4 separate regions of the Sus scrofa genome follow, and all the other regions are linked to region 3. A link is a contact called in public Hi-C, HiChIP or PLAC-seq and promoter capture Hi-C data. All regions are on one chromosome and are shown on one strand. Each heading gives the region's core, a stretch centred on a gene start, on an enhancer-like site or on the middle of the called end of the contact. The rest is flanking DNA. Distances are from core to core; before and after follow the strand shown. Region 1 holds the start of MKRN1 (E3 ubiquitin-protein ligase makorin-1). Region 2 has its middle 16 kb from the start of MKRN1. Region 3 holds the start of ADCK2. Region 4 holds the start of BRAF (serine/threonine-protein kinase B-raf).

What was found. Promoter capture Hi-C pulls out the DNA fragments that hold promoters and counts their contacts. A called contact is a pair of places that touch in the nucleus more often than the background predicts. HiChIP or PLAC-seq counts read pairs in DNA pulled down with a chosen protein or histone mark.
Region 1: a contact with region 3 is called in a promoter capture Hi-C map of fetal liver, with 4 times the contacts expected there. The contact joins the promoter of MKRN1 here to the promoter of ADCK2 in region 3. A contact is called at or near these places in 5 of 5 promoter capture datasets (fetal liver, fetal skeletal muscle, liver and 1 more), 30 of 47 Hi-C or Micro-C datasets (adipocytes, alveolar macrophages, blood and 17 more) and 2 of 2 datasets of contacts at active chromatin or transcription factors (alveolar macrophages and skeletal muscle).
Region 2: a Hi-C map of omental adipose tissue shows a contact between it and region 3, with 2.1 times the contacts expected there. The contact joins the enhancer-like site here to the promoter of ADCK2 in region 3. A contact is called at or near these places in 3 of 5 promoter capture datasets (liver and skeletal muscle), 16 of 47 Hi-C or Micro-C datasets (alveolar macrophages, embryonic fibroblasts, fetal heart ventricle and 7 more) and 2 of 2 datasets of contacts at active chromatin or transcription factors (alveolar macrophages and skeletal muscle).
Region 4: a contact with region 3 is called in an H3K27ac HiChIP or PLAC-seq map of alveolar macrophages. The contact joins the promoter of BRAF here to the promoter of ADCK2 in region 3. A contact is called at or near these places in 1 of 5 promoter capture datasets (fetal liver) and 1 of 2 datasets of contacts at active chromatin or transcription factors (alveolar macrophages).

Annotation. Positions count from the first base shown.
Region 1 is chr18:9,329,994-9,337,389 of Sscrofa11.1, reverse strand. MKRN1 (E3 ubiquitin-protein ligase makorin-1) reads right to left here and starts at 3,753. Exons shown (of 8, transcript XM_003134608.4): 1 at 3,325-3,753. The coding sequence starts at 3,509.
Region 2 is chr18:9,313,736-9,321,691 of Sscrofa11.1, reverse strand. No RefSeq gene overlaps it. Among named protein-coding and RNA genes, the nearest start is that of MKRN1, 16 kb to the left of the region's middle. Within about 2 kb of position 5,286, at least 8 of the 83 cell types and tissues checked have an H3K27ac peak or open chromatin away from gene starts, as enhancers often do. A contact at or near this core is called in omental adipose tissue, where this site is marked.
Region 3 is chr18:9,168,249-9,175,501 of Sscrofa11.1, reverse strand. It overlaps ADCK2, which reads left to right and starts at 2,493. Exons shown (of 8, transcript XM_003134607.4): 1 at 2,493-4,286; 2 at 6,199-6,345. The coding sequence starts at 3,351. It overlaps LOC100514807 (a long non-coding RNA gene), which reads left to right. Exons shown (of 3, transcript XR_297874.3): 3 at 1-228.
Region 4 is chr18:8,953,119-8,961,115 of Sscrofa11.1, reverse strand. It overlaps BRAF (serine/threonine-protein kinase B-raf), which reads right to left and starts at 3,153. Exons shown (of 19, transcript XM_021078584.1): 1 at 2,809-3,153. The coding sequence starts at 2,937.

The DNA.
Region 1 (7,396 bases), core at 2,504-5,003, 160 kb before region 3:
AGTCGCCAAGATACATTAGAGAAACCCAAACAGTAGCTCGAGAGGGTAGGAGAACTACAGTAGCCTCAGTACTTCTAGGCATGATAACCACTGCCTGAGGATTTATAGAAATTACAGAATATTGGGAGTTTTCATCGTGGCGCAGCGGAAAGGATTCCGACTAGGAACCATGAGGTTTGAGGTTTCGGGTTCGATCCCCTGCCTCGCCTCGCTCAGTGGGTTAAGGATCCGGCGTTGCCATGAGCAGTGGTGTAGGCTGGCAGCTGTAGCTCTGATTAGACCCCTAGCCTGGGAACCTCCATATGCTGCCAGAACAGCCCTAGAAAGAAAAAGACCAAAAAACCCTCCCCCAAAAAAACCTAAATTCTGAAAGTAATAAATTTCGCTATGGATTATCACAGCACTTGGATAAAAACTTTCTGGAAAAATTCCCTTCATTTTCAAGCTCTATTAACCACACTTAAAGTTTTTGAAAAAATAAATAAATAAAAATAAACACTTGTTCTTTGTGTATTATTTCAACTGCCCATACTCTCGTCTACCACTGTAGAAGCACTCTAATAAAGCAGTGTCTGAATTCAAAGTAACTTGCAAGTTACAACTTTGCTTTACCCGCCACAGGCTAGAAGCAGCAAGACAGCATTTCTACTTTACAGTATTCCTGATACCAAAAATGGCCGCATGAGGGCAGCATAACACAGTCCTTTGGGAAAGGTATACCTAGGTTCTTCTTAGGCTGTGAAAATTAAACACAATGAAACAAAATTTCAAGAGAAATATTTAGAAAATACTAACCAACAGGAAAATACAGATGATTCTGAGCAATCAAAAACAAATTTAATATCCAAACAATTTCTAAGACTGAAGAAAAGAGTCTTAGTCAAATCCTGAGGTAGGGGAAAAAGGCACAAACTAGAATGCATCTCCATCCTGAATTCTCTTCGAAGGAGATTTTGCTATCAAACACAATGAAAATATTAATTTATAAGACAGTGCAGCTCTGCAGTTCCTTCGACGTCTAGCTCTATGTTTCTTGTTACAGGCACTAAAATGGCTATTTACTGAATAACTGAGTGAGGTAGTCCCAGAACGATGCACACATGTTCTATCAGGTCCTTTGTCTCTGTTAAGAGGGTTTTTCTTTCTTCTTTTTGAACAAAACTAAAGGAATCTTGCAAGCATAAATCAAAGTAGCAATTGTAGGTGTGGATTTATCAACATCAATTCAAGCACTTACTGGGTACACCAGATACTACTTGAGTAAAAGCCCTACAGATACAGTAACAAAACAGGACCCTTGCTCTCAAGAGATCTCAGAGTTTACACAGTAAATCATTCAAGATAATCGGGTACTCTCCTATTCAAAGGAGAAAGGTTTGGTTTTGTTTTTTTACATGGGAGATTGTGCTAGTACTTAGAACTGGAAGCAATGTCAAATACTAAAACCCAAGACTAGCCTGTACTTTTTTGGGACAACTGTCTCAAGCAAGAGCCAGAGACAGCTTTATATGAAAAACAAAAACATAGCACATCCAAGCCTGCATCTGATACACAAAGCTTCTTAGAAATGATTATTCAGCTAAGTACATTCCTTAAATGCATAAGTCTATTGGTTCATGGGCAAGAAATTCCCACTGGTCCAGGAATGATCTAGGATAGTTCATTAACGCAAAGACCCTAAAGGGTGGCAAGGAGGAATGATGTGTGTGGTGAGCTCTGTCTTGAATTCTGATGATATATACTGGTGAGCAACTAGAAAAGGGGAAGCGGACCAGGTAAAAGTGCCTGGGGAAAGTAAAATGTAGAAGTGACAACAAATTCCGTTTAACAGTGAGACAAGCAAAATATGGTCATGTCAAGTCAGGGATTGGTATTCAAGGCTAAACTATATTGAGGTTGGAGATGGGGGGGTAAGAATCAAGGCATTGTACGGAGTTCTTAAAGAACCCACATATTAAAAGATTATTTTCAGTCTATGAAGGGAGATTGGAACTGCAAGGGTGAATGACTACAAAGTTCGGGAATATAAACCATACATTAATTCCTTTAAGAGATTCACCTAGCACATATAAATCAACTGCAGCACTGCAGAGAAAGAACAGACTCAAATACATGGCTCTACGGATAGGAATTCTCATTCTTGGGGATACTGCAAAATATGTAGTATTCTTAGGATCTGATAAGAGAAGCTACAGAATACAGAAAACAGTTTTTATGCTTTCTCCAACCCGGTACTGAACATAAACTTAATCTTTTCCTTCACGCCTTAAACGTATCATATTAAGCATTGGGAACGCTTCACTCTCGCTAATACCAGGACTGTAAGTTCTGTATACGAAGTATTTGGACATCAATTACCGCATCTAGGTGAAAACTGGCGTTTCAAAGATTTCCTTTCAACCAGTAGAAAAAACAAAGCTTCCAGTCGCTACCGATCGCATTTTTAAAAATCCAACTACGACATCCAATTAAATGCCCTAATTTTGTACGTACAGCTCCATAACTGTTTACATGTTTACACATATCCGTACAGCCCTCCTCCTCTAATCACTTTGTTTTTTCAAATATTGTCATCTGACATCCCAACCAAATCTCTCTCCTTGGGGAGGGACGAGCTCCCTAGGCTCCCTTAAGAAGATGCGTGGATTTCAAAAGAAAAAAACCCTTTCCCGGGGGACGGGAATGGCAGCACGTAAATCCTAAAGCGGAGGAGAGGACACGGCCCGGCACTCGGTTCTGAGACAAAGATCAGAACCACCAACCTCAATAAACATACAAAGAAGAAATAACAAAAGCTACCGCTCCAGGGGGTGGGGGGCGAGGGCACCCGAGAAAGACGTTAGAAACGGATGACACGGCGGCGGAGCCGGCAGCAAGGCCACCTAGCCGGGACACGCGGCGACTTTCCCCGGCCTCGCAAGGTTGCGGGGAGGCGGGCTCCAAGCGACACCGCCAAGCCCCTTCCCGAACCTGCAAGCTGGGGATAGGGAGCGGCGGATCCGGCGACAATAAAAAGGAGGGAGGAGTCACCCTACCTCTGCCTGTGCGCGCCGCTCCGCCGAGCGCGGGGAGGCGGCGGGCGGTGCGGGGACCCGCAGCGACGCCGCGCGCGCCCCGGCCGCGGCGCCCTGCGGGGGTTGACGCAGCGCGGGCAGCGAGGCCGCGGCGGCGGCGGCGGCGGCGACAGCAACGCCGGCAGCCGCGGCGAGAGCAACGCCGGCACCGCAGTAGCGGCTGCGAAACGCCGGCTCCCCTCCCACCTCCGCCCGCCCCTTCCTCCGCAGTCTCGGCCCCCTCCCCGCGCCCGGCAGCGCTGCGTCTCACCTGCAGGTGACCTGTTTAGTCCAGCCGCCGCCGCCGCTGTCGCTGCCGCCTCCCCCGCCCCCCGCCCCCGGGGACGGGGAGGTGACTGCGGGGATAGGGGTGGGGGAGGCCGCTGCCACCGCCGCTGCTGCCGCTCCTGCTCCGGGTGTTGTGGCTGTTGTTCCGGGAGCTGCAGCCTCCGCCATTACTGTTTATCCCACACAGCAATGGCGCCGGAACTTCCGGGATCACATAGTTCCGGTCCGGCTGCGGGGAGAAGGCGGCGAGGCCAGGGGTAGGGAGGGGAAGGACACTGAGGCGGCCGCTCGCTCCCCGCGGCCCCGCGTCGCGTCTCGGAGCTTTCTCGCAGCTCGAAGTGCGGGCCAGAGCTGGAGAGCCCCCCGGGCACGCCCCCCCAGCGCGCTGATTGGTGGGCGAGGCAGCTCCGCCTGAGAGGGGCGGGGCTGGGGCGGGCTTCCCCAGGCTGCCCCTCCCCTCAGCTACCCACTACTGCCCCCAGGCTTCAAGTCTAGGGAACCAAAGTCCTCACTTTGCAGGGCTCTGACCCAGAACACTTCCCCCAGGGTGCCTGATGCAGTGGAGGGGGGGAGTGGGACTGGGGTTCTGGGTTTGAATCCAGACTTTCCAGGCTCTACACTGTGAACTTGGGCTAGATACCAATTTTCTCCCGGCTTCAGGTTCCTTATATCAAATGGGGATGAGTAGGTCCTACCACATAGGGTTGCTATGTGGTAGGTATGTATCGCAGTCACTGAACATAGCGCCTGGCGGGACTGAACACGTCTTCTCCTTTCAACCAAAGTTGTTAATAATGTTCTCTCCGTGGAGTTCCCTCGTCATCCAGCAGGTTAAGGATCTATCGTTGTCACTGCACTGCCCAGGTTGCTGCTGTGGATAGGGTTTGATCCCTGGCCCAGGAACGTCCACTTGCCTGGGGCACACACATAAAAAGTGTTATCCCTTAAATCCAAGAGAATAGCAAGATGGCTAAGCAAAGTCTGTGGAGTCAGCTGTCTGTCACTTCTAGGCTTCTGCCCAGACCCAGCAACGTGTTTTGGAGCAAGCCAACTTACCTTAATGCTCCTGCTTTCCATCTGTAAAAGAAGTGATGTTGCAGAAACTCTGTCCACTGGTGCCAAATAGAAATGTGGAGGCGGGGAGATAGGGAAAAAAAATCTTTATTACTTTGCCAGGCAAAGGAGACCACAGCAGGTTAAAGGTCTAAAGTCTGGAAGAGAATTGGAGGTAGTTTTATAGTTGGGGAGTGGAAAATAAGGCTACATATAAGGATCAGTGTAAACGCAAGCTTATATTCTTCTTCTAAGCTGGTGTTTAGTGGCCTCAGGACTGGTTCCGATGGTCCTCCTTTCTGGAACAAGAATGCTTCATCAAGTAGTTAACATCTTTCACTTATTGGGGGTTTTAGTTCTGCAGAAGAGCTCAAAGATATTGTTATGTATATTCCTGGAGGAGGAACCAAGACCCTGCCCCAAGGCTACACTATTGTTTCTTGACTGCTCCTCCCTGGTCTCTGCATCCCCCCCCTCTCTTCCCTAATTAGCAACTTTTGAACCTGCCCTTCAGGGATTCAGGGAAGGTCCTGGAGGCTGAATCAGACCTATTTTCTAAAAACAAGAAGTGAGGGACACTGAAAGGCTTTTCTGCCCAGGAGCCCCACAGAGTCCTGCTCGGTTTCAACAATATTAAAATAAGAATAGCTGTACCTACCCAGAGATGGTTGTGAAAATTAAATGAGAGTCCATGTAAAACCCTTAGAATGGTGCTTCACACTGCAGTTTTAACTTAATAGACAAGAACAAAAGCTGTCTGACACATCCCAGCTTCTAAGAGTTATTTCTAAAACAAGGAAAAATAGGAATTCCCGCTGTGGCTCAGTGCTTAATGAACTCAACTAGCAATGGACCCGGGTTCAGTCCCTGGCCTCACTTAGTGGGTTAAAGATCCAGGAATAACATGAGCTGTGGTGTAGTTTGCAGACACTATGCAGTTTGGATCTGGCATTGCTGTGGCTGTGGTGTAGGCCAACAGCTGAAGCTCGGATTTGACCCCTAGCCTGGGAACTTCCATATACCACGGGGGCAGACCTAAAAAATATAAAAAAATAAAACAAGGACAATTAAAACATATTTACCCCTACTTCCCTGTTAATGCCCACCATCTACTCAGATGCTGCAGTATTAAATCCTGAGCAGTTTTTCATAAGCCCTTAAATTTGCTTTTCAAGAGTCTCTGTGCTTTGAGGAGTTCCCTTTGTGGCTCTGCAGTAATGAACTCGACTAGCATCCATGAGGATGGGGGCTGGATCCCTGGCCTCCCTCAGTGGGTCAAGGATCCGGCGATGCAGTGGCTGTGGTGTAGGCCAGCAGCTACAGCTCTGATTCGACCCCTACCCTGAAAATTTCCATCTGCTGTGCATAAGGCCCTAAAAAGACAAAAAAATAAAATAAAAAAGTGTCTCTCTACTTTGAGAAAGTGAAAATCCTCCCACCGATAATCAGACCACAGTGTACTCAACAGACACAAATGAGGACAGTGGCAAAGCCAACAGAAAACACTGTTTCTCCCAAGGTCACACCATGGCTGCAAAAGGACTAACAATCCCCCTTTTGAGTAATTACACCTCTTTTTTACTAATGACCGCCCGGCCCCACTTCTTTCCTCTCCCTGAGCTTCCAAAGAAGACTTCTGAGACATCCAGTTCCTAAAGTGCCCCACCTCCTGACAGCACCCAACCCAGACCTGGTCTCTATGCTGGTACCGTTACCCAAAAAGAGCTCCAGCCTCTGCTACTCCCCCTCTCCTGTGCGGCCTCTCGGGCTGCAGTAAATTAGCACATCTTTGCTGGACTACAGGTGTGTTCCTGGTGGTCTCTCTCTGTTAAGGTTTATCTGTTGTTATAAAATAACAAAATGTCAACCGAGTGCATTTTAAGATCTAATTGGCTTTATTGAATTGATTTACGGATTGAGCCGCATCCCATCTGGCATGAGAAAGAAGTTCCACTGAGCAGTGGAAAAGGAAAGGTTTTCTTTCTTTCTTTCTTTCTTTTTTTTTGTCTTTTGTCTTTTTGCCTTTTCTAGGGCCGCTCCCGAGGCATATGGAGGTTCCCAGGCTAGGGGTCCAATCGTAGCTGGAGCTGCTGGCCTACACCACAGCCACAGCAACGCCAGATCCAAGCCGTGTCTGCGACCTACACCACAGCTCACGGCAACACTGGATCCTTAACCCACTGAGCGAGACCAGGGATCAAACCCGCAACTTCATGATTCCTTGTTGGATTGGATTCATTAACCACTGCGCCATGACGAGAACTCCGGGAAAGGTTTTCAAAGGCTAAAAGAGACCAGAAAAAGGAAATGATTCTCAAGGCATGCATTGTTTGAAGGGGAATGGAAGGGTCAGAGCACCTCACTTAGTGCTGACCCTGATAAGTCCTGGTTGCTTTCTTGGGGTGGGATTAGACTGCAATTGGTTTGGTGACCAGGGCCTTAACACAAGTGACTCCATTAACTTACTGCGCCACAGAGACTTGAGCCACTGCAGTCGGAATCTTGATCTGCTGGGCCATTGCAGGAACCCCCTATCTCCCTTTGAACACAGTCAAGTAATAAATACTGTTTTTATTTATTTACTTAATTATTTTTTGTCTTTTTGCCATTTCTTGGGCCGCTCTCGTGGCATATGGAGGTTCCCAGGCTAGGGGTCTAATCAGAGCTGTAGCTGCCAGCCTAAGCCAAAGCCACAGCCATGCAGGATCCAGGCTGCATCTATGACCTACACCACAGCTCACGGCAATGCTGTATCCTTAACCCACTGAGCAAAGCCAGGGATAGAACCCGCAACCTCATGGTTCCTCGTCGGATTCGTTAACCACTGCGCCACGAAAGGAACTCCAATAAATTCTGTTTTTAAAACATGAGAGTGGGAAAGGAAATACTTAAACTTTCTTATGTTAAGAATAAGGGTGGTTTAAAACAATTCTTTGGGAGTTGCCGTTGTGACACAGAGGAAATGAATCCAACTAATATCTATGAGGATGCGGGTTCAATCC
Region 2 (7,956 bases), core at 4,037-6,536, 140 kb before region 3:
AATCCGACTAGGAATCATGAGGTTGTGGGTTTGATATATTTTATTGGGTATCTGTAATTACTGATACACATGGTCTGAGGCAGGGGACCAGTTTTCTGATTTTTTTTCACACAGAAAATCACTATCGCCAGTACCAGAGGACAGTGTGATTCACGGATACTTTGAAGCAGCTTCAGAACAAATCACGCACAAAAATGTTTAAAAAGAAAGAGAGACAGAGTTCCTGTTGTGGTGCAGCAGAAACAAATCCAACTAGCAACCATAAGGTTGTGGGTTCGATGCTGGCCTCGCTCAGTGGGTTAAGGATCCAGCGTTGCCATGAGCTGCGGTATAGGTTGCAGACAAGGCTCAGATCTGGCATTACTGTGGCTGTGGCCTGGGCTGTAGCTGTAGCTCCAATTTGACCCCTAGCCTGGGAACCTCCATACCCTGCGGGTGCGGCCCTAAAAAGCAAAAAGAAAAGAGAGAGAAAGAAAAAAAAAAACCAAGTGCATGTGTGCATGTATCCTCCTTAGGCATCCTGTCCTCCCTACCCTTAGCCCTGCAGATCTTCAAAGGTGGTAGGAACTTTCTCTCCTGTCTTGGGCCCTGAACTTCCCTTTCCAACACAGGGTGAAAGCACCAGCCATGCCCTTCCCCATAATGCCCTTCCCCAGGTAAACTGGTACAGCCACTATGGAAAACAATATTGAGGCTCCACAAAAAACTTACTAATTCAGCAATCCCTCTCCTGGGCATCTATCCAGAGACTTTTTTTTTTTTTTTTTTGGTCTTTTTTTTGCTATTTCTTGGGCTGCTCCCGTAGCATATGGAGGTTCCCAGGCTAGGGGTCAAATTGGAGCTGTAGCCGCCGGCCTACGCCACAGCCATGGCAATGTGGGATCTGAGCTGCATCTGCAACATACACCACAGTTCACGGCAACGCCAGATCCTTAACCCACTGAGCAAGGCCAGGGATGAACCTGAAACCTCATCGTTCCTAGTCGGATTCGTTAACCACTGAGCCATGACGGGAACTCCTATACAGAGAAAACTCTAAGTTGAAAAGCTACCTTCACCCCTGTGTTCATTGCAGTACTGTTCACAATAGCCAAGACATGAACACGACCTAAATGTCTATCAGACAGAGGAGTGGATAAAGAAGACATGGTACCTGTATACAATGGAATACGATTCAGCCATAAAAAACAATGAAATAATGCCATTTTTAGCAACACGGATTGACCTAGAGATTATCAGGTAAATCAGAAAGAGCAAGACAAATACCACATGCTGTCCCTTACATATGGAATCTAAAATAGGACACAAATGAACCTCTCTACCAAACAAAAACAGACCTACAGACATAGAGAACAGATCTCAAGGTGCGGTGGGGAGGGATGGATTGGGACTTTGGGATTAATGGATGCAAACCACTGGATATAGAATGGATAAACAACAGGGTCCTACTGTAGGGCACAGATATTCAATATCCTGTGACAAACCACCATGGACAAGAATATGGACAAGAACATACATGTATAGCTAAGTCACTCTGCTGTTCAGGAGAAATTAACATACATTGTAATTCAACTGTACTTCAATCAAACATTTTTTTTTCTTTTCTTTTTGCTTTTTAAGGCCATACTCACAGCATCCAGAGGTTCCCAGGCTACAGGTTGAATTGGAGCTACAGCCACTGCCCTCTGCCACAGCCACAGCAACACGGGATCTGATCCCCATCTGCGACCTACACCACAGCAATGCAGGATCAGATCCATGTCTGTGACTTACACCACAGCTCACAGCAACACCAGATTCTTAACCCACTAAGCAAGGCCAGGGATGGAACCCTCAACCTTATGGTTACTAGTCAGATTCGTTTCTGCTGCACCACACCGGGAAATCCATAAAATCAATTTTTTAAAAAATGCCTTTCCAGGAGTTCCCGTTGTGGCTCAGTGGTTAACAAATCTGACCAGGAACCATGAGGGTGTGGGTTCGATCCCTGGCCTCAATCAGTGGGTTAAGGATCCGGCATTGCCGTGAGCTGTGGTGTAGGTCGAAGATGTGGCTCAGATCCTGCGTTGCTGTGGCCGGCGGCTATGGCTCCAATTAGACCCCTAGTCTGGGAACCTCCATATGCCAAGGGAGGGGCCCTAGAAAAAGGGAAAAAGGCAAAAAAAAAAAAAAAAAAAAAAAAGCCTTTCCATAGTTCCATAGTTGTGGCTCAGTGGAAAGGAATCCCACTATTATCCATGAGGATGTGGCCTCGCTCAGTGGGTTAAGGATCCGGCATTGCTGTGGCTGTGGTGTAGGCTGGGAGCTGTCGCCCCACAGGGCCTTGCTTGGTTTCAGTTCCCGCTGTGCTGCAGTGGGTTAATGATCAGGCTTGTCTCTGTGTCAGGGCTGGTTCAATCCCTGGCCCCGCAGTGGGTTAAGGATCTGGTGTTGCTGCAGCTTATAGTGTAGGCCTCGGATGCAGCCCGGATTCAATCCATGGACTTGGAACATCCATATGCTGCCGGCGCTGCTGAAAAAGGGAAAAAAATGAAAAGTGGGGAGGTTTCGGTGCTCCCCTGAAGGGCGTCAGTGTCTCTGGGGGGCACCCAGGGAAGTTGTGTTGCCTTAGACGTTGGTGGATTTGGAGGCAGAAATCTGCTTGGCTGGGCAGGCACAATACAGCTGGAGGTGGGGGCGTGGGACGGCCAATCCAGGGGTGCTGTTCAGGATGGGCCCCCACCCAAATGATATCTCCCCAACCACCAGTCTCAGCTCCTGTAATCCACACTTTCGGGGTCCCAGGTCATGAGTCAGCAGCTGGAACGGAAACTGCTTGTAGGGGTGACTCCCTAAACGCTTATCACGACAGCCCGATTCTCCAAGGGAGCTTATCTCAGAGGCCCAAGGAAGGGAAGAAGACTGAGCTCTGGGCCTGCCCAAGGACGGAGGAGGGGTTGACTCAGGGAAAGCCGAGGGGAGACCACGGTTTAGCAACATTCTGTTGGCCAACCGCCCAGCAAAGCCCAGTGCTAAGGCTCCTTTGTCATTCATTCCTCAACCTCTGGGAAAGGCACGGAAGATCTCCAAGATGTCCTGGCCAGGTCCGCAATAGTGAGAACACAATGTTTTAAGAGGAACGTGTAAAACTTTACCACCTCCACTTAGCAGTGAAACTGAGCAGGACCCTGTGGGCTCTTGGGCACAAAAGCCTCTGGGTCCCCCATTTCTCGTTTTTTAGGAAATAGGCCTCATTCAGCCTCCACGACGTTCCCCGAGGTCCAAAGGTCAGGTTCAAATGGTTGCTCATCAGAGAAGGGAGGGGATGCAGGGACCAGAAAGGAGCAGTCAAGAAACAACAGTGCAGGGAGTTCTCCATGTGGGGCAGCAGAAATGAATCCGACTAGGAACCATGAGGTTGTGGGTTCCATCCCTGGCTTCACTCAATGGGTTATGGATCCGGTGTTGCTGTGACCTGTGGTGCAGGTCTCAGACTCGCTTGGATCTTATGTTGCTGGGGCTGTGGTGTAGGCTGGCAGCTGCAGCTCTGATTCATCCCCTAGCCTGGGAACCTCCTTATGCTGAGGGTGTGGCCCTAAGAAGCAAAGAAAAAAAAAAAAAATCAACAGTGCAGATTTGGGGCAGGGTCCTGGTTCCTCAGCAAGGAATATACATAACAATATCTTTGTGCTCTTCTGCAGAACTAAAACCCCCAACAAATAAAAGCTGTTATGAAGTATTTTCATTCCAAAAAATAGGAGGACCACCAGAACCAGTCCCCAGGGCCACCAAACACCAGCTCTGAAGAACATAAGCTCGCATTTACCCTGATCTTTATCTGTAGCCCTATTTTCTTTTCTTTTTAGGGCCAAACCCACAGCATGTGGAAGTTCCCAGGCCAGGGGTCTAATTGGAGCTGCAGCCGCTGGCCTATACCACAGCCACAGCAATGCTGGATCCGAGCCACATCCGCGACCTACACCACAACGCAAGGCAACACTGGATCCTTAACCCACTGAGCAGGGCCAGGGATTGAACTTTCGTCCTCATGATGCTAGTCAGATTCGTTTCTGCTGAATCAAAACTGGAACTGCTGTTTTTTTTGTTTTTAGACAGATTTTTTTTTTTTTTTTTTTTTTTTTCTTTTTAGGGGTTGAATCAGAGCTGCAGCCACTGGTCTACACCACAGCCACAGCAATGCCAGATCTGAGCCACATCTGTGACCTACACCACAGCTCATGGCAATGCTGGATCTTTAACCCACTGAGGCCAGGGCTCGAACCCGAATCCTAATGGATCCTAGTCAGGTTCGTTAACCACTGAGCCATGAAGGGAACTCCAAAACAGAAATTTTTTTTTTTTTTTTGGTCTTTTTGCTATTTCTTGGGCCGTTCCCGTGGCATATGGAGGTTCCCAGGCTAGGGGTTGAATCAGAGCTGTAGCCACTGGCCTACGCCAGAGCCACAGCAACTCGGGATCCGAGCCACATCTGCAACCTACACCACAGCTCACGGCAACGCCGGATCGTTAACCCACTGAGCAAGGGCAGGAACCGAACCCGCAACCTCATGGTTCCTAGTCGGATTCGTTAACCACTGCACCACGACGGGAACTCCCAAAACAGAAATATTTTGATGTGGCTGGAAAGTGCTGGACAATGACTGTCCCCCTCAGCATAGCAGGGTCCATATCCTACCTGCCCACCCCCACCAAGAGGGCAAACGCCCCCATCTAGAGATGAGGAGCAGCTTTCAGCATCCCTCTGCTTCTGCCCCTTCTCCATGCAAAGCAGAGCAGCGTTTGACTAGCTTTTCGGTCCGCCCGGCTGGTGGAACCAGGGATGAGGAGCCCATGGACCCCAGGCTGCTGGAAAGGTACGGACTCCTCACTGTCTGAATCACCTAGTACAGCTGACCTTGGCTTGGCAAGGGATGCTGTGCCACCTCTGTTCCTGCCCAGGGCTTCTCCAGGCCAGATAAACCAGGGCAGGGAGGAGAGAAAAGGGGCCTCTGCCTGGGGCCCAAGGTAAAGGCACCGGGGCTCCCGTCTTGCTAAGGTAGTTGTCACCTGGTCAGGCCACGCAGCTCTGCTGGACCCTTGGTCCGCAGCCTCCAGCCTTGTCAGGTCGGGTATCACCCAGAGCCCTGTAGGATAAGCCCTTTCACACCTGTCCAAAGGCCTAGGGAGCATGAAGGGCAGGTCTTTGAATTGCCAGAAAAACAACTCAACCCACATTCCGACCGCCCAGTGGGGGTAAGGGAATTAGCTCCGTCGTAGGAAGGACAACCTGTTGTGAGGTTTGGTTGCAGGACGTAACCCTGTGTCCTCAGGATTAAGGTCGGGGCGGGGAGGGGTGAGGGCCACAGGCGCAGGAGAGTAAGAGCGGCAGGTAAGGAGCCCAGTGTTGATCAAAAGTGAGACTCCTTTCTGGCCTGTTGTCATGGATGCTGGCCCCAGGCTCCTGTTAATTGTAGCCTGAAAGAAGTTACAGGCTGGCTGCTGAAGCCCATGCAGGACCTGGGTGGGGCGAGGTGTGGTCGCTGGACAAGCCAGGGAGTGAAGTTAATTGGCCTTAACAGGCGCCAGCAAGTATGGGGCTCCTCTTGGCTGCTTCTCGCTTTTCGTCCTAACCTTTGCTCAGCCAGGAGCCTCCACTTCCTGCTCTGCCTGCTTCAGCCCCTCCCAAACATCCAAGTCAGGCTCGGAACCCTCAGTTACATCCAACCCCTCAGCCTCCACCTCCCACCCCCGCAAGTCTGAGCCAAGTGTCCAGCTCCCCCCAAGCTTGCTCTTCTCCGAGTTTCCCCGACAGTGATCTCTCCTCAGGACTTTGGTGGGGGGGGCTAACCTGTACTGCCTTGGGTACAATACAGGACAGACTTGGGTAAGTCAGGCAAGGTAGCTGCAGTGATAAAAACTCTAAAGAGAAAACTGAATTCACCAGGTCTGTGGCTTCTTGCACACTTTCCTTAATGTTTTTATTCTTTAAAGCATTTTAGAAGCTCTTATGTAATGTTGAACTCAGGCCATGCATGCAAGTCTTACTTCTAAAATTTGGCCCGGAGATTACTCTGTCAGTGAAATTTAGGGAGAATTTGCATAAAAGGGAGGAAATGGGTCACCTAGAGAAGTGAGTCATTTAAACCGAGGCTTGTGAACTTTTGAAGACATCTAGGGAACTCCCAAGCAACCAATGGTTCTAAGCCTTAGCCCCGGATATTCAAGGTGGATCCCAGAAATACGCATTTCAAACTAGTATCCTAGGAGTTCCCTTTGTGGCTCAGCAATAACAACCTGACTAATATTCATGAGGACGTGGGTTCAATCCCTGGCCTTGCTCAGTGGGTTAAGGATCTGGCGTTGCCAGCCGTGGTGTAGGTCTCAGATGCAGCTTGGATCTGGCATTGCTGTGGGTGTGGTGTAGGCCCGCAGCTGCAGGACCCCTAGCCTGGGACCTTCCATAGGCCATGGGTGCAGCCCTGCAAACATTAAAAAAACAAACAAAAAAACTAGTATCTTAGGTGATCTGCTGCAGGGGATGCCAATCACCCTTGAGAAACACGGGGTCCTTTCTGAGAGATATGGCTGGAAGGTGATGGATATAGCTAGGAAAGCTGGAATCTGTCTGAAGAAAGCAAGGGAGCAGCACTCATACATTGTGGGTGGGTGTGTAAAGTGGTGGAGTGGTATGGAAAACAGTTTGATGACTCCTTCAAAAAAATTTTTGACCATGCCCGAGGCATGTGGAAGTTCCCGGGTCAGGGATTGAACCCATGCTATGACAGCAACTCAAGCTGCTGCAGTGACAACCAGATCCTTAACCAGCTGAGCCACAAGGAACTCCCCTAAAAATTTAAGTGTAGAAGATGGCCTACGAGCACATGAAAAAATGCTCAACATCTGTGATTATTAGAGAAATGCAAATCAGACCTACCACGAGATACCACCTCACGCCTGTCAGAATGGCCATCAGTAACAAGGCAACAAATAACAAATGCTGCAGAGGGTGTGGAGAAAAGGGAATCCTCCCCCACTTTGGTGGGAAAGTAAAGTGGTACAACCACTATGGAAAACAGTGGGGGGGGCACCTCAGAAAACTATATATATAGAACTACCATATGACCCAGAAAGCCCAATCTTGGAAATATATCCAGACAAAACTTTCCTTGAAAAAGATACATGCACCCATGTGTTCATTGCAGCGCTATTCACAATAGCCAAGACATGGAAACAACTTAAATGCACATCGACAGATGAACGGATTAAGAAGATGTGGTATATATACACTATGGAATACTATTTGGCCATAAAAAAGAACAAAATAATGCTATTTACAGCAACATGGATGGAACTAGAGACTCTCATACTAATGAAGTCAGAAAGAGGAAGACAGGAGTTCCCGTCATGGCGCAGTGGTTAACGAATCCGACTAGGAACCATGAGGTTGCGGGTTCGATCCCTGGCCTCGCTCAGTGGGTTAACGATCCGGCGTTGCCGTGAGCTGTGGTGTAGGTTGCAGACGCGGCTCGGATCCCGCGTTGCTGTGGCTCTGCGTGGCGGTGGCTACAGCTCCGATTGACCCCTAGCCTGGGAACCTCCATATGCCGCGGGAGCGGCCCAAGAAATAGCAACAACAACAACAAAAGACAAAAGACAAAAAAAAAAAAAAAAAAAAAAAAAGAAAGAGGAAGACAAATACCTTATGATATCACTTACATGTGGAATCTAATATACAGCACAAATGAACCTTTCCACCGAAAAGAAACTCATGGAGGTGGAGAACAGACTTGTGGTTGCCAAAGGGGAGGAGGAGGGAGTGGGATGGATTGGGAGTTTGGGATTAGTAGATGCAAACTTTGGAGTGGATAAGCAATGAGACCCTGCTGTATAGCACTGGGAACTGTATCTAGTCACTTGTGATGGAGCAGGATGGAGGATAATGTGAGAAAAAGAATATATATATGTGTATGACTAAGT
Region 3 (7,253 bases), core at 1,244-3,743:
AGAGCCTCTGCTTAGAACCTCAAAAAGGAAGGAAGGAGCCCTAGAGCAGGGTGGAAGTTTTATACTCAACTCGAGAAGAATCCCAACTTCTTGGCAGCTCAGACTTCCCTCACAATTTTTTTTGTCTTTTTAGGGCCACACCTGTGGCATATGTTAAGTTCCCAGTCTAGGGGTCGGCTTGGAACTGTAGCCGCTGGCCTACGCCCCAGCCACACCAGCTCTGAGCGAAATCTATGACCTATACTACAGCTCATGGCAATGCCCACTGAGCAAGGCCAGGAATCTAGCCTGTGTCCTCATGGATACTAGTTGTGTTCATTACCACTGAGCCACAACAGGAACTCCCATTCTCTCAGAATTTTATTTTTTTTTTTGTCTTTTTAGGGCCATACCTGCAGCATATGGAGGTTCCCAGGCTAGGGGTCAAATTAGAGCTATAGCTGCCGGCCTACACCACAGCCACATCAGATCTGAACTGCGTCTGTGACCTATACCACAGCTCATGGCACCGCTGGATCCTTTACTCACTGATTGAGGCCAGGGATTGAACCCTCAACCTCATGGTTCATTCATTTCTGCTGTGCCACAATGGGAACTCCCCAGCATTTTGTTCTTAATTACTGTTAAAGATACTAATTGCCAGAATCATAAATGTAAGTCTAGAGAATGCATGTAGCTGTAGTTAGACTCCTCACCCCAAGTTGCTTAAGGAGAAACAGAGGCCCAGAGAGACTCGCCTGAGGTCAGGTGGTTACCTCTTAACGAGGGGGCTAGAACTCAGGGCTTCTGGTTTCAAATTAGGTCCTCAATAAGGCCCTTGGTGACTCAGAGGCACACAAGAATATTCTACACCTTTGGGACAGAGTAAGTAAATAAATGAGAGAAAGGTGCCAAGGCTTAATGAATGGCCTGCCCTATTTGAAACTGGTGGTGGTAGGTATGACCTTGGGAACTTCGAAGGCGTCTGCAGCATCTTACGGAAATGGGAATGGATTATTATTTTGGCTGTCCTGTGGCATATGGAGTTCCCAGGCCAGGGATCAGATCCAAGGCACAGTTTCCACGTAAGCCGCAGGTGTGGCAACGCCCCATCCTTAACCCACTGTGCCTCACCAGGGATCGAACCTGCATCACAGTGCTCCCAAGACAATGGTCAATCCCACTGTGCCACAGTGGGAACTCCTGGGAATGGATTATTAGTTAACAGTGCAGGAGTAGCCATTCCTAGCTGTATGGGCAGCCCAGGTCCCTGCATGTTCTAGCATTCCTTGGGCTGTGAGTGGCAGATAGACTTCAAGCAGCACATGCGGGCAGTGTCCTTATTTCTGTCCCTTGGGCCCTTCCATTTGTGAGGCCCACAGACCCCCCCACCCCCTGGCAGATTTTTATGGAAGCTTGGCACCCATGTGGAGATAAAGGGTTGTATAGGTAGAAGTGACTGTGGTACCCCATTGCAGGCAGCCTCATAAACCCCCAAGAGCAGAACAGAACACTGGGCCATCCCTGACAGTGTTGGCTGATTTCCCAGCTCTGTTCTGCTCCTCCTGGCTCTTTGGAGTTATCTGACCTTCCTTTGGTAATCCAAGGTTAAATAAACTCCCTAAAAACCTCACACCAAACTCATTCCCATTTGGGGTCGTAATTCTTTCTGGGGCTGGACACCCTCCCACCCCCATGGCCCTCCCTTCCTCTCCCAAGCAGCCTCCGTCCTATGGGTTCTCCCCGTTCTTCATTTCTTTTATCAGTGAAGAATCTGTTAAGTCAGGATGTGTGTCCCCAGGTCCCTACAGTGTACATATTATTGAGCCTCCATAAATACTAGGCTGAGTTTAAGAACTACTTACTGGCCTTGGAGTTCCTGTTGTGGCTCAGCAGAAATGAACCCGACTAGGATCCATAACGATGCGGGTTCGATCCCTGGCTTTACTCAGTGGGTTAAGGGTCTGGTATTGCTGTGAGCTGTGGTGTAGGTCGCAGATGGGCTCTGATCCCAAGTTGCTGTGGCTGTGGTGTAGGCCGGCGGCTGTTAGCTCCAATTGGATCTCTAGTCTGGGATCTGCCAGAAGCTGCAGGTGCGCCTCCCTCCGCCCCCCTCAAAAAAGAAAGAAAGAAATACTTACTGGGCTTAATTAGTATTGGTTGAATGAGCGAACATTCTTTACGGAGCCACTCCCCAAGGTGCAAACACATTCCCCAAATAGGTGCAGCCTGGGACTCCGGGCCTTTCAAGGACAACACCCCCACCCCTCCCACCGTGGTCTGTGGGACCATTGTTCGGGAAAGGGCTTTCAACTCCTCCACCGTTTCCGCGCTCTTTGTAGGGAAAGCCTAAGATAGCTGGAGAGCCCGGCGCACAGGGGACAAAGAGGGGGTGTCGGGGGCGCATTGGCGTTGGAAGTGAATTTTAGCTTGGGGAGCCTCCGCCGGAGTCTGCGCCGCGTCCCCTTTAAGGGGCGGTCCCGGAAGACGCAGGCCGCGCGGCCTCTGAGCCGGGATTCCCGGCCCCGCGCGCCCGACCCCCGCCTCGCCGTCGGGTTCCCTCGCCCTCGGCGCCCGGATCCCTCGCCTTAGCCGCCCGGATCCCCCGCCCACGGCGTCGGGGTCCCCGGCCCTCCGAGACCCGATCCCTCGCCCGCCGCGCCCTGACCCTCCGTTCTCCTTCCACGCCCTTGGCGTCCAGACCCCCCCACTGCCCACCGGTCCTCGGCTCCCTGCAGCCCCAGCCTCAACTCCAGCTCCTCCCAACGCCGTCCTCGGTGCCCGGGTCCTCGGCCAGCCGCACTGTCCCCCACTGCCGCCCCAGCTCTCAACGCCTCGCTCTTTCCCGCCCGTCCTCGCCCGGAGCCCAGGCTCTCGGCACCGCCGCCTCCCCCCATCTCTACTCTGCGCTCTGGCCCCCAAGCGGGTGCCCGGGCACCCCCGCGACCTCTCGCCCGCCCGCGTGCGCGGTGACCCTGCGGCCGCCCGGCTCTGTCTCCGCCCGCGCGGCCGCCTCGCGCAGGTCACGTCCCCGGCCTGGGCCTGGCTGGCCCCCTCCGGGGCTCAAGCCTTCAGGCCTCCGGCCCAGGCGAGGTACCCGGGAGGAGCCGGGACGGATGGGCGGGCCCCTCCTGAGGCGGAGGCGGGGCAGGGCTGCGGGCCCTGGGGGCGGTGTGGCCCTGCAGGGCACGACCGGGATCAGGACCGGCCTTAGGCTGCACGACGAAGCTGAGGTCTGAGCGTCGCCCATCTCACAGCTGCCCCACTTTTCAGTGGAATACTCAGCCGGCGCCCTGGACTCAGTCAGCCTTGCGATGGCTGCTTCTTAAAGCGGAGGGTAGGCAGCCTAGGCTGCGGACTTCTGGAAGAGGATGGTGACGCCCTGGCGCTTCTCTGTCAGGGTCTGCTTGTCGCACCTAAGGGGTTTTGAGCTCAGAAGGGAACTCGGCCTTCTGAGACCCGCTGGGTACTCTTGCAGGGCTAGACTCTGTTGGCTTCTGCTTGGCACTTTGCCCAAACTCGTCTCTGTCTCTGAAGACACTGGTGGGGAGGGGGCCCCTGAGAGCTTGTGTCGGCAGAGGGCCCGCCGGAGTGTCCTGGCTGCACATGGGCCCCTGGGGACAGTCCCCCCAGAGGGACGGCTGGACGGTCTCCTTCTGCACCTGCGGATCTGGCTCAGGGCGGGGGCCCTCCTGGTGAAATTCTTCCCCCTCCTTCTACTCTACCCCTTCACCTACCTGGCTCCCAGTGTCTCCAGTCTCTGGCTCTACCTGCTTCTGAAAGCCACCGAGACCTCTGGCCCAACGTACATCAAACTGGGCCAGTGGGCCAGCACCCGGCGGGATCTCTTCTCAGAGGCTTTCTGCGCCCAGTTCTCCAAGCTGCATGTCCGGGTGCCTCCTCATCCTTGGACTCACACTGAACACTTCCTACGGCAGGCCTTTGGAGAGGACTGGGGGAGGGTCCTGTGCTTTGAGAAGCTGGAACCCGTGGGTTCAGGCTGTGTGGCCCAAGTGTACAAAGCTCGTGCCAACCCTGCCTTCCTGGAAAACGACAGCATCCAGAGACTGGCCTCGGCCTCTAGCCTGCAGCCTTCTTCGGAAGCTGGGGTGGTCGGGAGGCTGAGAGAGCGCCTTGGACCCCAGGGGAAGGCCTGGGGGCCTCCAGGAAGTCTTGCGGACCACTCATTTCTAGAGAAACTGCTCCTCCCTAAAGCCGATCTGGTTGGATCCAGTGCAGTCTTGTTTCAGGCTTCGGGGCCCGTCCGCAAACCAGAACCAGATCACCTCATCCCGGTCGCAGTGAAGGTGAGTGTTGTGATGTTTGCAGCCAGGCCCTTTCCCACCTCTGAAATCTCATCCCTCCACCGAGCTGCCCAGATCAGGAACATCACCCTGCATTGCGTTCCACTGATTTCTTTTCTTTCCTTTTTTTTTTTTTTTTGTCTTTTTTCTTAGGGCTGCACACGCGGCGCATGGAGGTTCCCAGGCTAGGGGTCTAATCGGAGCTACAGCCACCGGCCTACACCAGAGCCACAGCAACGCCAGATCTGAGCCGCATCTGCGACCTACACCACAGCTTATGGCAATGCCAGATCCCCAACCCCCTGAGCAAGGCCAGGGATTGAACCCACAACCTCATGGTTCCTAGTCAGATGCGTCAACCACTGAGCCAGGACGGGAACTCCTCCACTGATTTCTTTTAGCTTGATCACTACCTGAGTACCGGTGACTTGCACGCTGTCTGATTTCTTGGCTTGAGGGAGGGGAGGTGCAACTGGTCTGGAAGAGGGTTTGAAGTTCACTGCCTCTGCGGGTGGAGGACCCACCATCCAGCTGACCTCCTGTTCTGGGCTGGGGCTAAACTGGAGGCCGACGAGGGTAGGTGTGCCGTGCTCGTAGTTACAGCAGCGGATCTTTCTCTTCATTTCCGGTAACCCTCGCCTGGGCTCTGGCATCTCTCCTCGCCCCAGTTTTCTTTCTCCGTTCAGCATGTCCCCAGGAGAAGTGGCAGACAGACCCCCCCCGGGGAATGTAGCAAATACCTCCAGGAGACTGGTAGCAAATACCCCAGTGCTGTCTTACCCACTTGGAAAAAACCTTCCCAAGGGTGCCTCTCTTCAGACCTAGTGAACCAAACTTTCCAAGGGAAGAGACTGGGCCTGGCTTTTTATAAGTGATGCAAGTCTTTTTCATGATCAAGCACTTTTGGGAAACCCTGGTCCAAAACATCTCGAAGGTTCCCTGTGTAGCAGGAAACACGCCAGTCATGTCAGAGACATTCTTTAATCTTTAATAGATACCCGAGATAGGCATTTTTTTTTATCTTTATTTATACTCCGCTTTGTTCCTAAAAGTATTTGAGGTGGAGGTAGAGGCTATTGCCTACATGTTTTTTTGTTGTTTTATTTTTTTTTTGGTTTTTAGGGCCGTACTCATGGCATATGGAGGTTCCCAGGCTAGGAGTTGAATAGGAACTACAGCTGCCAGCCTATACCACAGCCACAGCAATGCGCGATCCGAGCCTCATCTGTGGCCTACAACACAGCTCACGGCAATGCCAGATCCCTGACCCACGGAGCGAGGCCAGGGATCTAACCTGCATCCTCATGGATACTGGTTGGATTCATTTTCACTGCACTGCAACAGGAACTAATCTGCATGTTTTACATGGTGGAACAGGAGGCAAGAGAGGTTGAACAGCTTGTCCAGTTTCATACTGGAAATAAGTTGCAGACCTGGTGTATGAAACTAGGGCTCTTTCTATCTGCCTCTGGAGTTTTGTGACTCTAGAGCAGCACTTGGTAGATTTTGGACTACTCCAAATGCATTCAGTAAAATGCAGGTTCCCAGGCACACTCCCAGCCAGTCTGATTCAGTAGGTCTTTGAGGAGGCCTGGGAATCCACATTTTTGCCAAGCCACCCATGGTGACTTCTATACTCACTGATGTTTTGGGAGCCACTGATCGAAACTTGATAAATTGGAAGGAAGAGCCCACCTCTTCTTCCCAGCAAAGCTGAGTACCGTGCAAAGGAGCTGCCTTCCCATCTCCCCAGGAAAGGTACCAAGGGATGTGGAAGGCAGCAGCATCTTGGCTGTTGGGACTGCCTCGAATTTGCTCTGATGAGAAGCTGGCTGACTCTCTGATGAGTGGCACCAAGGCCAATGTGCCCTCCTGATTGATCCCTCCTCTGTCTCACTTGTCCTCTTTTTGGCAGGTGTTGCACCCTGGCCTGCTCGCCCAGGTACAGATGGACCTGCTGCTGATGAAGATGGGCAGCCGAGTCCTTGCGCTTTTACCAGGAATCAAGTGGCTCAGCTTGCCTGAGATTGTGGAGGAATTTGAGAAGCTCATGGTCCAACAGGTGAATCCTCCTTCCCCCAGTTGTAAACAGCACCTGACAGTTTTTACTGGCAGCAGCTGCTTAGTCAATGCTGAACGGATGAGTATTTCCCCAGTGTGTCATGGCTAATGTAGCGTATTAGTCAGGATAGGTGGTGCTAGCTGATACAACAAAGGCTATCCAGATCTCAGTGACTTAATACAACAAGGTTATTTCTTGTTTATATGAAAGTTCCATGCAGGTGAACTGAGGGAGAAAGTGAGAGTTTCCCTCCATAACTTTTTTTTCCTTTTTAGGGCTGCACCTGCAGCATATAGAAGTTCCCAGGCTAGGGGTTGAATTGGAGCTACCGCTGCCGGCCTACATCACAGCCACAGCAATGCCAGATCCGAGCCACGTCTGTGACCTACACCACAGCTCATGGTAATGGTGGGTTCTCCGACCCACGGAACGAGGCCAGGGATCGAACCTGCATCCTCATGGGTCAGGTTCATTACCCCTGAGCCACAACGGGAACTCCCAGATCAGAGCTTTAATCACACAGGCCCAGTGTAACTACGAAGGAGCTTGGGGAACGGTCTCCCTAGTGCCTGCGAGGAAAGTGAAATGAGTCTGGTGGAGCAGATGGCGTTATCTGTACCCCAATCACTGGCCAACTCCAGGAGGAGGAGGAAAATGAGCAAAATCACACACTCTACCTTTGTTTTGCTTTGTTTCTGTGGCTTAATGAGTAGATAAGGACCTCCTCCCTGTCCAGGGCCCTTGGGACACCTGTTTAAATAGCCAGAATTGGCAAACATGCAGGAGGCTCCTGGGGCTCCAGGGAGGTACTTGCGCTGGCTTCATGATGAATGGCAGAGAAATGGGCAGGCTTTCAGAAGCAGTGTGCCAAGCCTTCATTTATGTCCTTGGATTTAGGCTGTTAAGCC
Region 4 (7,997 bases), core at 1,904-4,403, 220 kb after region 3:
TTTAAAACCTGTATTTTACTGTCAAATATGGTAATTCTTTAGACTGAAATGTGTCATTTTACACAAGCACATTTTTTCATTTCTTTCCATGTACTTGACAATGATATCTCTTTAGTACAAATGCAGAAGACAGTTCAATTAAAAGATCACAGTATATTTCAGTTTCCATTGAATTAACAAATACCAACTTCAAATTTAAAATTACTTCTTGGAGGAATTTACCATACATAACATCGACTATCTATATTCAAAACAGATTCATTTTTAATCTTTTACTCCCCTCCCCCCTGTCAAATATATTTATTATAAGTTCCTATAAGAAAACATGGAGGAAAAACTACTATTCATCACTAACCATAAAAACCTGAACGGAGGCAGCAGTGGGAAACACGTCTAACTGAAATTAGTTAAGAGTATCCTTATGGTTTCAAGAGATACTAATATGCTTTATAATATTGCCAATTTAAATTCGAATTCATCTAGCCTAGAGGTTCTCAAGCATTGACACATGAGAACTGCCCAGGAAGTGTGCCAAATACCGAAATCGACGGCCCTAGGTCTCACCTACTGAATCAGACTCTATTGGGGGTAGAGCTCAATCTGGCCCTTTCAAATTAGATAGCAGACAGTGTACTTAACAAAAGCCTTCTCTACATCACTGCAAACTGTTCTAATAACTCTGAAACAAATTTCTCAATGAAAACAATGTTATAATCAGAGAATTACAATTTCATAACCCATACCCTTTAATTTACCCCTTCTTCTACATACATTCAACAAAACCACACATGGCACCAAAGTAAAGCCAGCCTAGAGGCACCTGTGCCAGTAAGACAAAGGCATATCCGATTCATGGAAAAAATAGACAGCAGATGTGACCCCCTAGTATTTACCCATTAAAAACAATGTATCCTAAAAATAAATTTCCATGTCAACGGAACAAAGCTGTTTATAAATAAGAAGGAATGTGGAGGTGTGGGGAAGACAAGAGGAAGCTTCAGCAAGTTAAGTACCAAAAGCCAGGAAACAAGGCAGAATGAATGGCAACTGGGGACAAGGAAAACAAAATAAAGAAGAAAAGAAGAGCGCTATCCTTACAATCCAAGAAGTTGGGGGAAATGAACAGATATTAGAGGAAACTGATCTGAGCAGATATTAGAGGAAACTGAATTGAGATATGCAAACAGCAAAGTAAGTGGATAGTGGTGTCAAAAAAAAAAAAAACATAAGAAATTTAGGTGAGATCAAATGATGGTACAGAGCATCATGAAGGCGGTATAAAAGGATGAAAAACAAATATTGCGAACAAAGTGATAATGAACAGGGCAAGCACACTGAATTTCCACAGTAAAGGTGATGAAGCAGGAAAAAGAACTGCACGGAAAGAGAAAGGAATGAGACATTATAAGAATTGGGAAACAAAATATAGATACTGTAGTAGGAAGGAAAGAACTTTGAGCAAAGTCAACAGAGTAAGTCATTATCTAATCAATAACTGTAAAGTACAGTTATTATACCATGTATTATCTCATTATTTGTGAAGTATAATAAAGGGTATTATTTTATGTAATACAATACCAACACAAATGTAATAAATTTTTGGTAATAAAAACCAAAATGTAAACCAAGTAATTTGACAAGGTGATAAGAGGTGAATAATGCAAAAGCAGGCTGAGAGAAGCAAGGGCTAAAGAGGAAAAAGCAAAAAAAAGGGGGGGGACAAAAAGGAGGACAACAGCAAGAATTCAAACGTATAAAACAGGTAGGAAGACACAAAGACGTGCGAATGCACAAATGGAAGACTAAAAAGTGGCAGGACTGCAAGTGAAACCTGATGGAATCTTGACAGCTTCAGGATTCAGAAAGTAAGTAGCTCCAAAGCGTCCAGAAGGATTTGTGACGGTAACAATAGATAACAAGTTAGGGAGCAGTGGGAAGACGTGGAAGGCCTCAAGAGGACCAGGGTAAGAGAAGTGCAAAAATGGTCTTAAGTAGAAGCTGAGGTTAGAAGGCAGGCCAGTCCAACTACTGGCAAAGGAGCCGGGTGGCAGATGGGAATGGGATGGGGGTTACCAGTCGGCGACAGAGCACTGACAAACATTAGGAACCGGGGAACAAGACCGGGGTGGAAAAAAGAACGGAAACAGTGGCATTTACGGTAGAAAAAGTAAAGACTAAATCAAAACCATCCGCTGGTTAAAACAGGTGAAGAGAAACCCCCCCTCCCCCGCCTCCACCACCACCACCACCACCAAGTAGAGAAGTGGAAGGGAGAGCAGCGGCCTGAAAAGGGAGACAGTCATGGAGAGCAGAGGGAATGATGAGCCCCATCATCACCATGACCAGGTAATAATTACACACGGCATGAACTCGGGCTAGGGGCCGGGCCCCGGCTACTAACCTACATCTTGCACCTGGAGGCCGCCACCAGCCTCCCCCGCCCCCCACCCCTAAAACGAAAACATCGAGGCGATGCGAGGCTGGCTACCTTCAGCCAGCCGTGACCTTCTCGGACCAGCCCTGAGTCTCGCCCCCTACTGATGGCCTCCTGCTCAACCACCGCTGCCCGAATCCCTCCGGCCCCAAGAGCGGGCCAGGGAAACCCCCCGGGCCATTGTGTGTGTTTACGTAGCGAGGAGCCGCGTGACGGAGAGGGACAGGAGGGGAATGCCCGTCTCCCACCCCGCAGAGCCCGGAGGAGAAGGTGGCTGAGGGCACCGTAGCCCCCGCCGCCACCTCTTTCCCCCAAATAAACACCAGCCGGGCGAGCCCCGAGTCGGGAGGGGTGCAGGGGGCGCCGGCACTCACCTCCTCGGGAATGGCAGGGTCCGCAGCCGAAGAGGCCGCGGCGCCGGCCTCGGGCTCCATGTCCCCGTTGAACAGAGCTTGGCCCTGCTCCGCGCCGCCGCCGCCGCCGCCGCCGCTCAGCGCCGCCATCTTATAACCGAGAGCCGGGCCCAAGCGACCGCTGCTGGGCGGGGAGGGGGCAGGGAGGCGGAGGGCGGGGGGAGGCGGAGGCGGAGGGCGGGGGGCGGCGGGGAGGGACGGCCCGGGCGGCGCCGGCGGCGGGTGGACGCCTGGGCCACCTCGGGAACCGGCCTGCGGCCCCCGGCGCAACCGAGCCTGAGGGGATTGGGGGAAGGACGCCAGGCAGGGGGCGGGGGCAGGGGGCGGAGACGACTGGAAGTCGCCGCGGCAACGGCGTCACCCGCGTGTCACGGTCGTGACGTCACGCGGGGTACGTGACGTGATGCTAGGAGCGCCCTCGCGCCGTTGCCCGGGAGGGTGCGTTCCAGTCAGCCCACCCTCCTGCTCCCACGTTTTCTCTGCTCCGCCGTTGCCATGGCTCCGATTAATTCCCTTCTCCGTCCTAAACCTGTTCTGTTCTGTAGGATTTACTAGAAGAGGAGGGCCGTGTTTTAGGAGAAGTTGAAATCCTAGAGAGAGGAAGACGGGAAGCCTATGCGACTTGTATTATTTCTATTACGGCGACTGTATCTTTGTCATGATAATAGGACTTGAAACCCCAAGGTTGAAACGGCCAAGCAGAATTTGATAGAAATATACTTAGGAAAGGCCACGTTATCAGAATGATGCTTGTATCTTTTAGGCAGAGGAACCTGACACATTAAAGGATTTGGCCTGTTAAAGTGAGTCTAAGTCGAAGTTTGTTTTTTTGTTTAGGAAAAGGTTGTTTTAGTGTATTTTTTGTTTACCAGATTCATACATTTAACAGATGTCAACGGAGCACTTTCCATGTGCTAGGGCCTGCACAAGGCTCGGAGCCTTCTAAATTTCAGAGGCATCCAGACTTTGATCATGAAAATCATTCAAAATATTTAAGTACTTTCCTGCAGTTCGTGAACAGAAAATAAGGCAAAGCATTCTCTATGCAAAACATGCCTGAAGACAAGAGAGAGTTAAATTACCTTTGAGAGGCCCAATTACAGAATGGAATTTGTTAAAGAAACCCAATTTATTTTTAAAAATGCATTTATTTGAAAGGAAAGGGAAATATGCAGGAGGAAAAAAAGAGAGAAATAGAAACAGTGGAAGTTACTGCGAACTCCTGATGATGTGCAGTTAATCACCAAGCAACCTCAACATCAAGTCATGAGAAGCTTTAAGTGCACTTCCCATGGGGAGAAGTCACCAGTGACTTCCCTCTTGTATTCACCATGATTCAAGAGATAGAAATCTGTCCTACTGACTTCTGAAACAGACTGTCTGTGTATGGATGAGCTCAGGAGCTGAGATAAGGAGTTTTGTGAGAGGTTATTCGATTAAACAGAATATTAATGTTTAAAAATCTACATTTAAAAATCCAAGATATAAACTATCGAAGGAGCCTTTGTTAGCTTTGTTGTACTTTCCCTTCCAAGTAGAAGTCTCCTTGAGGCACTGAATTTAAATCAAAACGTGGCTTGACAGGAGTTCCCAGGTGGCTCAGTGGTAATGAACCCGACTATTATCCATGAGGACTTGGGTTCCATCCCTGACTTCGCTCAGTGGGTTAAGGATTCGGTGTTGCCATGAACAGTGGTTTGTATCCTGTGTTGCTTAGGCTGTGGCGTAGGCCAGCAGCTGCAACTTGGATTTGACCCCTAGCTTGGAAACTTCCATATGCTGCACTTGTGGCCCTATTTAAAAAAAAAAAAAAAAAAAAAAAAAGCCCCCAGAAATATTACATCATTGTAACACGTCTTCCTAACATTAAAACACCTAAGTTTTTTTTCCCCATTCATCCCATTTTAAATTAGCATTTTCTTTATCAGCCACAATCTATGTAGATCATACTTTATGTGATTTTTTTTTTTCTCCACAGCATGGTTGATCTCATCCATTTAATATTGATTCTTGTTAGTTTTCATTCAACATTTTCTAACCTCAACTTCAAATTCTGGATATATCTTATTTGATTTCCCTAGGCCGTTCTAAAGTCCCAGAGGATCCAGAAGGGAAAATATAGAGAAAGCATAAACTTTGGAGTCCAAAGATCAGGATTTTAGTGTCAGCATGCCACATCTTGGTTATATAATCTCAAGCCTGGTAAGCACTAATCCTTGTTTGTTGTTATTTCAGTCTATAAAACAAGGGAAGTGATAATGTCCATCCAGCCTACCTATCTGTATCATCATAAGCCTCACACATTGTAGTTTTACCCTTTACAAAATGTAAAGTTACTCTCTTGGTCAGAATTCAGACAAGGCATAGCAAAGATGGCTTATTTCTGCTGCATGATATTTGGGACCTCAGCTGGGAAGACTGAAATACCTGGAGGTGTCTCAATGGTGGGGGACTGGAATCATTTACAGGCTTATTTTCCCCGATGTCTGGTGGTTGAAGCTGGGTCTGCAGCAAGGGCAGTCAACCAGAATACCTAACTATATTCTCTTCATGTGGCATGAGGTTCCTCGTAGCATGGCTACCTCTGGGTAGTCGGGCTTATGACAAGGCAGCTGAGGGTTCCGGTAAGCAAGGTGAAAGGTCTATTGCATGACCTAGCCTCCAAAGTCACACCACTTCACTTCCGCAGCATTTTATGGGATCCTGGGAAGTCACGAAGTCCAGCCCAAGTTCATGAACAGGGGGAGACAGTGTCAGAGAATTACAGACATTTCATTTACAGAAGGGTCATGTTCAGAATCATGAACTACTACTCTGTAGAAATGCCTACTTACTCTCATCTTTTCAGGGGTTGCTACACTCAGATGCTCCCCTTTTTATTGCTGAGAATCACCAAGAATGTCTCAATATGGTAATACAGAAGCCCTTCTTTCTTTAGCTTCTGAGGCCCCCACTGCCTGCAAAAATAAATGCAGGTCCTTGGCTGTTGGATGCAGCTTAATTCTCTCCTCTTGGGCATTTCTCCCCAAATCCCAGTGCTGCCATAGACAGTGTCGATTTGCTGAAACCCTTTACACAAAACAGTGGCGCTGTGTTCTTGGAGCCTGCAATGAACCAAGCCAGTTTGCATTGAGCCGAAACAGAAATAACACCTCCCTTTTGTGTTAGAGTGTGCCATATGGGCATCAAAGCAGTATTATCTTTCATTCTAACGTCTTACAGATGTTTTAGTCAGCATAGTTCTTTTTGCTTTTGCTCACAATTCCACTTTTCCCCTAAGACATGCATGTGTTCACAGGAAACTGGAAAACAAATGTAACTGAGGAGCACAACTCAGATCACTGCTCCAGTTGATGACTGGGACACTGTTAAGAGGCCTTGCTGATGTGTCTGACCCTCTCTTCCCTGGAGGTGAATTTACTTACGACTGGTGTTTCTCTCTCGAATCCTGCATTCTCATGGATACGGGATAGTCCCACCCATCAGCCAGACGTGCCCACATTAACGTGGTCAGCTCCTGGAAACAGGTAAGTAGCTTCTAGGAAGCTTCTGTAGCTCCAGCCATATTCAGTGCTGTATATATGATCACACAGTTCAATACTTTCTTTACAAATATGGTCATCTTTATGAATAATACAGCCTGCATTTTTTAATAGAAGGCTACTCTCAGAAGCTATTTAGGTGTGACTAGAATCATAGAGTTCATTCAGCACAAACTTCCCTCTGCAAGATACTTGTAATTTCCTCTGTGGAATTCTAGACTCTATCCAGATACTTTTGTGATGGAGATCTCACTAAAACTGTACATTCAACTCTATTTTTTTTTCTAAAGTTGAATTGAAATCCTCCTCATTATGGCATCTATATTCTGGTCTGAGTTTTGCCTTATAGGTGAACCCAAGATGAGTCTGTTTCTTCTTCTGTGTAACTGCTTTCAAATATTTGAAGGGAGTTCTCTCAAAGCATTATCTCTTCTTTCTGTGTACTCTTTTCATTGTTCCTCTTAAAATGTGGTCCAGTGAGTTAAACACCGCACCTGGTTTAGTCCAGCCAACAAAAAATAGAATCTCTGATTGCAATAACCTAGGCACCATGCTTTTGTTAATACAATCCAAAATTATACCAGCAACCCCACCCATTAGTGATACATATGAAACTTACACTCAACAGAAAGAAAACCTTTGTTTTTCTTAAATAAAAATGCTATTATATCAAGTCTAAATTTTCAGCATTGGACATCTCTTCTACTGAACTCATGTTGTGCAGACTTCAGTTCTTTTTTGTTTGTTTGTTTTTGCTTTTTTAGGGCCACACACTTGGCATATGGAGGTTCCCAGGCTAGGGATCCAATCAGAGCTACAGCTACTGGCCTACACCACAGGCACAGCAATGCCAGATCCAAGCCACCTCTGAGACCTACACTATACCACAGCTCACTGTAGTGCCAGATCCTTAACCCACTGAGTGAGGCCAGGAATCAAACCCACAACCTCATGGTTCCTAGTCAAATTCATTTCTGCTGAGCCACAACAGGAACTCCAGCAGACTTTAACTCTTTTTTGTTGTTGTTATTGCTTTTTGGGGGGGGGGGCGCACCCAAGGCATATGGAAGTTCCCAGGCTAGGGGTCTAATCGAAGCTACAGCTGCCAGCCTATGCCAGAGCCACAACAACGCCAGATCCGAGCCGCGTCTGCGACCTACACCACAGCTCACGGCAATGCCAGATCCTTAAGCGACTGAGCAAGGCCAAGGATCAAACCTGAAACTTCATGGTTCCTAGTCAGATTCGTTTCCACTGTGCCATGACGGGAACTCCCAGACTTTAATTCTTGAAGGAAGACCTTGTCTTTAAATTTGGGAAATTTGTTAGATATTACAGTTCTAACATTTTCCAAAGGGTGTTTATATCAGTATGTTATTTCATCTTATAACATCTTGCTTACACTACCCTGGGGTGTGTTAATAAGATATAGAGTTCTTTGCAATATGCTTTGCGAATTTTGTAATTTGGGATGTTAAACTTTCAGTTTGCTTTTATTGCAAGGTGCAGTAGAGTGTATACAGCATGCTACCTTTTGGCAAGAAACAAGAGGAAACCATATATAGATAGATGTAGCGGTAGATATAGGTTCATAGATTCTTAGCTCTG